2 separate regions of the Sus scrofa genome follow, and region 2 is linked to region 1. A link is a contact called in public HiChIP or PLAC-seq data. All regions are on one chromosome and are shown on one strand. Each heading gives the region's core, a stretch centred on a gene start, on an enhancer-like site or on the middle of the called end of the contact. The rest is flanking DNA. Distances are from core to core; before and after follow the strand shown.

The links. HiChIP or PLAC-seq counts read pairs in DNA pulled down with a chosen protein or histone mark.
Region 2: a contact with region 1 is called in an H3K27ac HiChIP or PLAC-seq map of skeletal muscle. The contact joins the enhancer-like site here to the promoter of ARID1A in region 1. A contact is called at or near these places in 19 of 47 Hi-C or Micro-C datasets (adipocytes, blood, embryonic fibroblasts and 7 more) and 2 of 2 datasets of contacts at active chromatin or transcription factors (alveolar macrophages and skeletal muscle).

Annotation. Positions count from the first base shown.
Region 1 is chr6:84,047,823-84,051,617 of Sscrofa11.1, forward strand. ARID1A (AT-rich interactive domain-containing protein 1A) reads left to right here and starts at 1,907. Exons shown (of 20, transcript XM_021095630.1): 1 at 1,907-3,113. The coding sequence starts at 1,974.
Region 2 is chr6:84,098,961-84,102,755 of Sscrofa11.1, forward strand. All of the region lies in intron 4 of ARID1A (AT-rich interactive domain-containing protein 1A), which reads left to right. Among named protein-coding and RNA genes, the nearest start is that of PIGV, 29 kb to the right of the region's middle. Within about 2 kb of position 1,876, at least 26 of the 83 cell types and tissues checked have an H3K27ac peak or open chromatin away from gene starts, as enhancers often do. A contact at or near this core is called in liver and skeletal muscle, where this site is marked.

The sequences.
Region 1 (3,795 bases), core at 657-3,156:
CCAAGGCAGGTTTGGGTTTGGTGAGGAGCTGGAATCCCCTCTGGCTTTTGTAGCCTGTCATGTCAGAGCATTCCAAGTCAGCCACAGGAGGAAAAGGCTGTTGCTGTTATTTTGTGGGGCCTGTGGATCTGGAGTTTTCTATGTACACCTCCGGTTCATCAGCATCTCTTAGAATGTAAACTCTGAAGACTCTTTACAGCGGAAGATAGAAAACAAGTTGGAGTTGCATCTGTTTTCTGAGTGACCTGTTAGACTGCCCATTTTCTGGAAGGAGAAAATGGTTTCCCTCCATTTGGCCATCCCTCTTCTGCAGTGGTTCCTTTTAACATTCAGGTTCTTCTAGTCCCTGGAGCTTCTGTGGTCTGTTTACAGTCTTACAAGTACTTGTCTTTGGAGACTAGGGCTCAAGTCCCCCTTTGTGGAGCTTGTGTTCTGCTAAAATGCTGTCATGTATCCCCAAAGTAGCTTCAGTGGTGACCATTTTAAGTCAGTGTTAAGATGCTCAGCTTTGATCTCAAACCCATTCTGATATTCTGATCTCATTGTTGGATATGGCACAGCTTAACTGCTTTTTTCCTTTTTAATGTTAAGTAAACAGGCAGCTTTGGGGACTCTGCTACGTTTTAAAGCCACCCTCCTCTGCCCTTTCACAGGGCAGTCTCAAGAAGTCTTAAGATTCTGTAAAATGGGGATAATGGACCTCATGCCCCCAGGGCCTTGTGAGGACCAGCTAATGAGGGCAGAGGAGTGGGAAAACTGAACGTCTGAAACAGTGATCTGTCATTTCATGCAGGTTGCAAAGGGGATAAAAATGTAAGGCTCAGCTGGGTCTTTGGAGCGGGTTTGCAAAAGGCTTTGAAGAAGCAAAGTGCTGTAGAGGTGCTAAGTAGCAGCCAAGAGACCAGGCTGGCTGCCAGGGGGTCAGGCCCGGGCCGAGGCGGCCGCGGTCTCGGGCTCAGGCCAATTTTGCAGCCGCGAGTAAAGTTCACACTGCCCGCTCACCTCCGCGCGGCCTGGAAGGGACCGACCCGGAGAAGGAGGAACGCCGGGAGGGAGGCGACACAGGCTCCGGAGAGGCGTGAGCTCCGGGCCGGGTTTTCCCCGAAGCTTCGGCGGCGGCGCTGCCGAGCGAAAGCGGCAGAGGGCCTGCCGTCGCCGCGGCTGGTTCTCTCCCCTCCTCCTTTGTAAGGGGAAGGGAGCGAGTCCGTTCCACGGCCTGCGCCCGCTCCGCGCTCCGTTCCGGGTTTGCCAGGAGGCCGCGACGGCGCTGGGTAAAATGGCAGTGCTGAGCCTCGTGTCGGAGTGAGGGGGACTCGGAGGAGAGTGGGGCGCTCTAGCCGCTCACTCCGGCCGCCCGCCCGCTCGCTCGCCCGCTGCCGCGCAGCAGCCTCAGCCCGCGCCGAGGCCGGGGAGGGGAGGCAGGACGCCCGGCCCGGCCCACGCTCCGACTCTGCCTCCCGGCGCCGGGGCTGCTGCCGCGCGCCCTCAAGCCCGCCCGTCCCGGGTCCCCCTCCCCCCGCTCCCTCCCTCCCCGCCCCCCTCCCCCTCGCCTCCCTCCCTCCCCTCCCTCCCTCCTCCTTTCTCCGGCAGCAGAAAGCGGAGAGTCACAGCGGGGCCAGGCCCTGGGGAGCGGAGCCTCCACCGCCCCCCTCATTCCCAGGCAAGGGCTTGGGGGGAATGAGCCGGGAGAGCCGGGTCCCGAGCCTACAGAGCCGGGAGCAGCTGAGCCGCCGGCGCCTCGGCCGCCGCCGCCGCCGCCTCCTCCTCCTCCGCCGCCGCCAGCCCGGAGCCTGAGCCGGCGGGGCGGGGGGGAGAGGAGCGAGCGAGCGAGCGCAGCGCAGCAGCGGAGCCCCGCGAGGCCCGCCCGGGCGGGTGGGGAGGGCAGCCCGGGGGACTCGGCCCCGGGGCGGGGTGGGAGGGGGGAGAAGACGAAGACAGGGCCGGGTCTCTCCGCGGACGAGACAGCGGGGATCATGGCCGCGCAGGTCGCCCCCGCCGCCGCCAGCAACCTGGGCAACCCGCCGCCGCCGCCCTCGGAGCTGAAGAAAGCGGAGCAGCAGCAGCGGGAGGAGGCGGGGGGCGAGGCGGCGGCGGCAGCGGCCGAGCGCGGGGAAATGAAGGCAGCCGCCGGGCAGGAAAGCGAGGGCCCCGCCGTGGGGCCGCCGCAGCCACTGGGAAAGGAGCTGCAGGACGGGGCCGAGAGCAATGGGGGTGGCGGCGGCGGCGGCGGCGGAGCCGGCGGTGGCGGCGGCGGGCCCGGTGCGGAGCCGGACCTGAAGAACTCGAACGGGAACGCGGGCCCTAGGCCCGCCCTGAACAATAACCTCACGGAGCCGCCCGGCGGCGGCGGTGGCGGCAGCAGCGATGGGGTGGGGGCGCCTCCTCACTCAGCGGCGGCCGCCTTGCCGCCCCCAGCCTACGGCTTCGGGCAACCCTACGGCCGGAGCCCGTCTGCCGTCGCCGCCGCGGCGGCCGCCGTCTTCCACCAACAACATGGCGGACAACAAAGCCCTGGCCTGGCAGCGCTGCAGAGCGGCGGCGGCGGGGGCCTGGAGCCCTACGCGGGGCCCCAGCAGAACTCGCACGACCACGGCTTCCCCAACCACCAGTACAACTCCTACTACCCCAACCGCAGCGCCTACCCCCCGCCCCCCCAGGCCTACGCGCTGAGCTCCCCGAGAGGTGGCACTCCGGGCTCCGGCGCGGCGGCGGCCGCCGGCTCCAAGCCGCCTCCCTCCTCCAGCGCCTCCGCCTCCTCGTCGTCTTCGTCCTTCGCTCAGCAGCGCTTCGGGGCCATGGGGGGAGGCGGCCCCTCAGCGGCCGGAGGGGGAACCCCCCAACCCACCGCCACCCCCACCCTCAACCAACTGCTCACGTCGCCCAGCTCGGCCCGGGGCTACCAGGGCTACCCTGGGGGCGACTACGGCGGCGGGCCCCAGGACGGAGGCGCGGGCAAGGGCCCGGCGGACATGGCCTCGCAGTGCTGGGGGGCTGCTGCTGCTGCCGCGGCTGTGGCGGCCGCCTCGGGAGGGGCCCAACAAAGGAGCCACCACGCGCCCATGAGCCCTGGGAGCAGCGGCGGCGGGGGGCAGCCGCTCGCCCGGACCCCGCAGGTACATGGCTGAGAGGGGAGGGGGCTGGGGCGAACGGGGTCCTGGGAGTGGGTGGCAGCTGCGGGGAGCAGGCCCGAGCCGTGGGTTACCCCCAGTCCGAGGCCCCCACTGCTGGGGAGCTGCCATTGTCTGGCTCTTCTCTCTTAAAATGGCTGCCTGTCTGCCTTCCTCTCTTTCCCTCCCTTCAGCCTTTGTGTGGGGCTTTCCCAGAAGTGTCTGCTTCCCTTCTCCCTCTACCCTGGTCCCTTCCAGCTCCGGGGGTCTTCAAGGGGGTGCGGGGCAGAGTGTGCAGGAAAGGGCCCAGCCCGAGGTGAGGGGGTGTTGGGGGGTCAGGATAGGGTGTAGGCAGTGCTAGGAGCTCGGGAGTTGGGTGAACAGTTTCTTGCTCACCTGCTGCTCTTCTCTGCCCGCCCCCCCCACCTTCCTCTGGGCCGTCCCCTAAGTGTGCTTTCGAGGAGGGGCCCCTCGGGCTCGGGGGACCTCGAGGTTGGGCAGGGGCCTGCTTGGGGGCAGCTAGAGGCCGGCTGCGGTTCACCCAGGGCAGCCCGGGCCGTCTCCTGTCTTAGTCTCTGTCCGCCCAGTGGCCTGGGCTTCTCCCTGGAAGTGCTGGTAAACAGCTGAGTGATTGGAGTAGTAAGTGCAGATTGCTTTGGTTTGGGATTTGAATTATGGAGGTAAAATC
Region 2 (3,795 bases), core at 626-3,125, 51 kb after region 1:
AGGTAGGCCCCTGAAAAACATTCTGGAGACAAGTAGACCTTTTCTCACTTTCTCTGCTGTGCATTCCCTACCAGGCGCCAGAAGGTACCAAGAAGAAATGATGCATTATTCCCAGAATAATAGCTTGTAGAAAAAGAGGAAGGAGTTTGGTGAGAGGATTTTGGAAACTTGGGGTGGGGGGTTAAATTCTCTAAACCTTTCCCACAGCAATTTCTACGGTTCCAAATAACGAGCAGAGTCCAGGCAGGAGATGGGCCTAAGCTGGAAGGCTAGTGCCAGTCTCTGCATCTTTTCTTCCCCCTCCTTACTGCCTGCTTAAACCCCAACTTGGAAGTAAGAGGCAGCCTTTTTATGTGTTTAGTCACTCTTGGCATTTCAGCAGCATCGGCTAGCCTGCTCTCTAGAGAGGGATAGCATTTAATCTGTTAGACAGTGAGCACTCATTGGAACAACGGTGTAGCAGTTCTGTCTAACTCTGGAATCCCCACTAGTCTGGGTGGGTCAGATCGCTCATCCTTCCATTTAGCAAAAACTGAGGAGAAAATGGAATTATTGTACTGAATATTTTTTAGAAGTATTCGATAGAGGTAGCTTCTTCCTCCCCTGACCCTTGACAAATATGTTTCTTAAAGAAAGCTTTATGAAAAAACAGGTCTCCCCAAAACTTATTAGCCTTAAGTAGTTCCTCAGTTAAGTTTGTCTTTCCTTAAAGTTTGTCAAAAACTGTTGCCTCCTTTCCTGTCATCTGCCTTTCTTCAAAGGTTAAGTTTCCCAGCCTCTTCTGTGTTCTTCTGGATTTCCTTCCATGGCCATGGATCTGTTAGATTAGGCAGGCGGGAAATACCTGACAAATTGCCAGTGCAGATTTGGTCACTTCAGGCTGTGCATTTGGACTTTTTGCATCCAAGGGTCATGATTTAAATGAGTGTGGCTAAATTCCAAGGTTCTCTCTCTCTCTCTCTCTCTCTCTCTCTCTCTCTCTCTCCCTCTCTCTCTCTCTCTCTCTCTGTCTCTCTGTCTCTCTGTCTCTCTGTCTCTCTGTCTCTCTCTCAATACAAGCGTGTGTGCAGGATCACCTGGGATAGGTGGTTTCCCTGCCCGTGGTCGGCACAACTTGGCAAAGGCACTTCACAACTGAAAGAATACAAGAACTCCAGCTGGGGGTGGGGGGGTAACATAGCTCCATTTCTCCAAGATTCGGCCAAATTTGTGAGAAAACCTTGATTCCAAGCATTGCTGTCGTTCTTTAGACTTGCTTATTGATGTTATTTAATCTGCTCAGCAAAATGAGCTGTTGGTATCCTTGTGAGTCTCTGTCAGGAGATTGTTTAACCTCCCTCTTCTAACCCTGATCTGGTATCTTCCTGCTTGAAAATGTACTTCATCAGACAGCCAGTTCATGTTAGAACTTGCAGCCCTTCCTGTGAGAGTGCTAGCAAAACCCCCAACACACACACACACACACACACACACACACACACACACACACATCCTCAATGAGGTATGGACTGTATGATTTTGGGCACGGTTTTGTTGTGGTGTGAAGAGAAGGTGTTAGCTGCTAAGTTCTGTTTGTCAGCAGAGCCTGACAAACTCATGCTGGCACTCGCTGGGGCTGGGCAACCAATCACAGCTGGAACGGTTATCGTCATGGAGTCCCTGTGGGCTTCCTCTATCAGGTCACATCCCAAAATAACACTGGGCAGTATTTCAAGTGAAGAAACGAAGGCTTTCGGGGCTGTAGCCAGCCTGGAGTGTGAGATTCTGTGTGAAATAGTTGGACCTGCTCCAGCGCTTTTGATCTGCATGGTAGATGAGCAATAAAATGCATGAAACACGTTGGAAACACGTGAGGAAATTCTCCCTGGCCCTGCTGCTTCCTTGGAACTAGCAGGGCACTGAGTGGGCTGAGCCTCACCTCCCGTCCCCAGCAGGATTATGCTTGGAGGAAAGCAAACCTGGGAAAAGAGATCTTTCCACTTACAGGGCATTGCTACAATGCTTTCAGCAGTCCTCCTAGAAGGCATCTGTTAGGTGGGCCCTTTTGAGAGAACTGAGAACCTGAGTGCTGAAATGCTAAAGGTGGCCCCACCAGGGAACAATAGGGGCTTGAATTGATTGAACTTTGTGTGATAAGTGTGTTATAGAAAGCCGAAGTTGTTAGGCATATTGAAGTCTGACTCAACAACCAGACATCCGGCTTTTCGTGGAACAAAAGACCTGAAAAACTGGCTTTTTGTAGGGTAGAAAGCAGAGGTGTGTCCTGTGCAGTAAGTGGATGTGGAATTCCGGTCAATATCTGTTCATGTAGATAAGGACTGGGGAGACTTCTTTTGGAGTCTTCTGCCTTTACCAGTCCTTCTCACTTCCTAATGAAAACATTTACTGTGATTAGCCACTGGGACTGATGGGTATGTCTTACATCTTGTGCTGCTGTGTATGTTGTCGTATGTCTCATTCCAGGGTATTGCTGCTGGTATTGGTTTTCCATGTGGCCCTGACCATATGGTGCCAGCAGAGTTTCATGCAAATGCCCCAGGGGTGTCACAGACTCAGATTTGTTCAGGCCTCTTGTCATATAAGTGAAAAAACTGAAGCCCAGCTTATTGCTAGCTTGCCTGAGGTCGCAACTGATAAGTACCAAGAGCTGGGCCTTGGTCTCCTAACTCAAGGGTATGATGCTTTTTCCTCAGTCCATATGATTGAGGAAATAATAGCATAATGGAAAGAGAATTAACATAGGCTTTGGGGTTCAGCAGATCTGGGTTCAAAGTTTAGTTTTTGCCACTTGCCATTTGCCAGATGGCTTAGATGTGTAACCCAGTCTCTCTGAATATCAGCTTTCTCCTTTTCAACATGTTAGTGGTAGAAGTCTCGACTTCCAAGAATTGTAGAAAATGAAGTAACTCCATAAAATGGCCAGCATATCACAGATGCTCAAGTGATAGTTATTGTCAGTATAAATGTAATGTTCCTATGCTAACTTTCTGGTTCTTTTTTAAAAAGTCAGCTTGCCCCATGCTGACCATCTGATGAAAATGACAATTTGAGAGACTGGCCTCACACCAACCAAATGAGGGAGAGAAGATTAATGCTGATTCTTTCCCCACTATTATTCTGAGGCCCAGGCATCCCAGCCCACGTGGGCTGCTGTTGACAGTGGTTCATCTAGCACTTTTTCTCCAAGGAACTCAGGGCATTTTTCCAAAACTGACAGCTCTCCTCAGAGTGACTCTGAAGGAAACCAGCTTGTTGCCACCACAGGTGCCTCTGGGGCCCTGAGAGCCCAGCCCCAGGGGTTGCCGGTGTTTTCTTCAGGTTCCTGGGATCCCTCAGCTGGACTAGGACATTCACTTACAGAACCTGGTTTTTTAGCAGAAGTATGGCTGGAAGAGCCTCTGCATCTGCAGGCCCCACCCTGACCTTATAGAAATGGTTAGTGGGTTGGTGGGTCCCCCCCACTTTTTTTCTTTTTTTGCTTTTTAGGGCTGTGCCCATGGCATATGGAAGTTCCCAGGCTGGGGGTCGAATCCGAGCTGCAGCTGCCGGCCTACACCACGGCCCCAGCAATGCCAGATCCAAGCCACATCTGCTACCTACACCACTGCTCATGGCAACACCAGATCCTAACTCACTGAGTAAGGCCAGGGATCAAACCCACGTCCTCATGGATACTAGTCAGGTTTGTTGCCGCTGAGCCATGATGAGAACTACCCCTCCCCCCCGCCTTTTTAAATTGATGTGTAATTGACATACAGCACTATATTGGCTTCAGATATACAACATAATGATTCA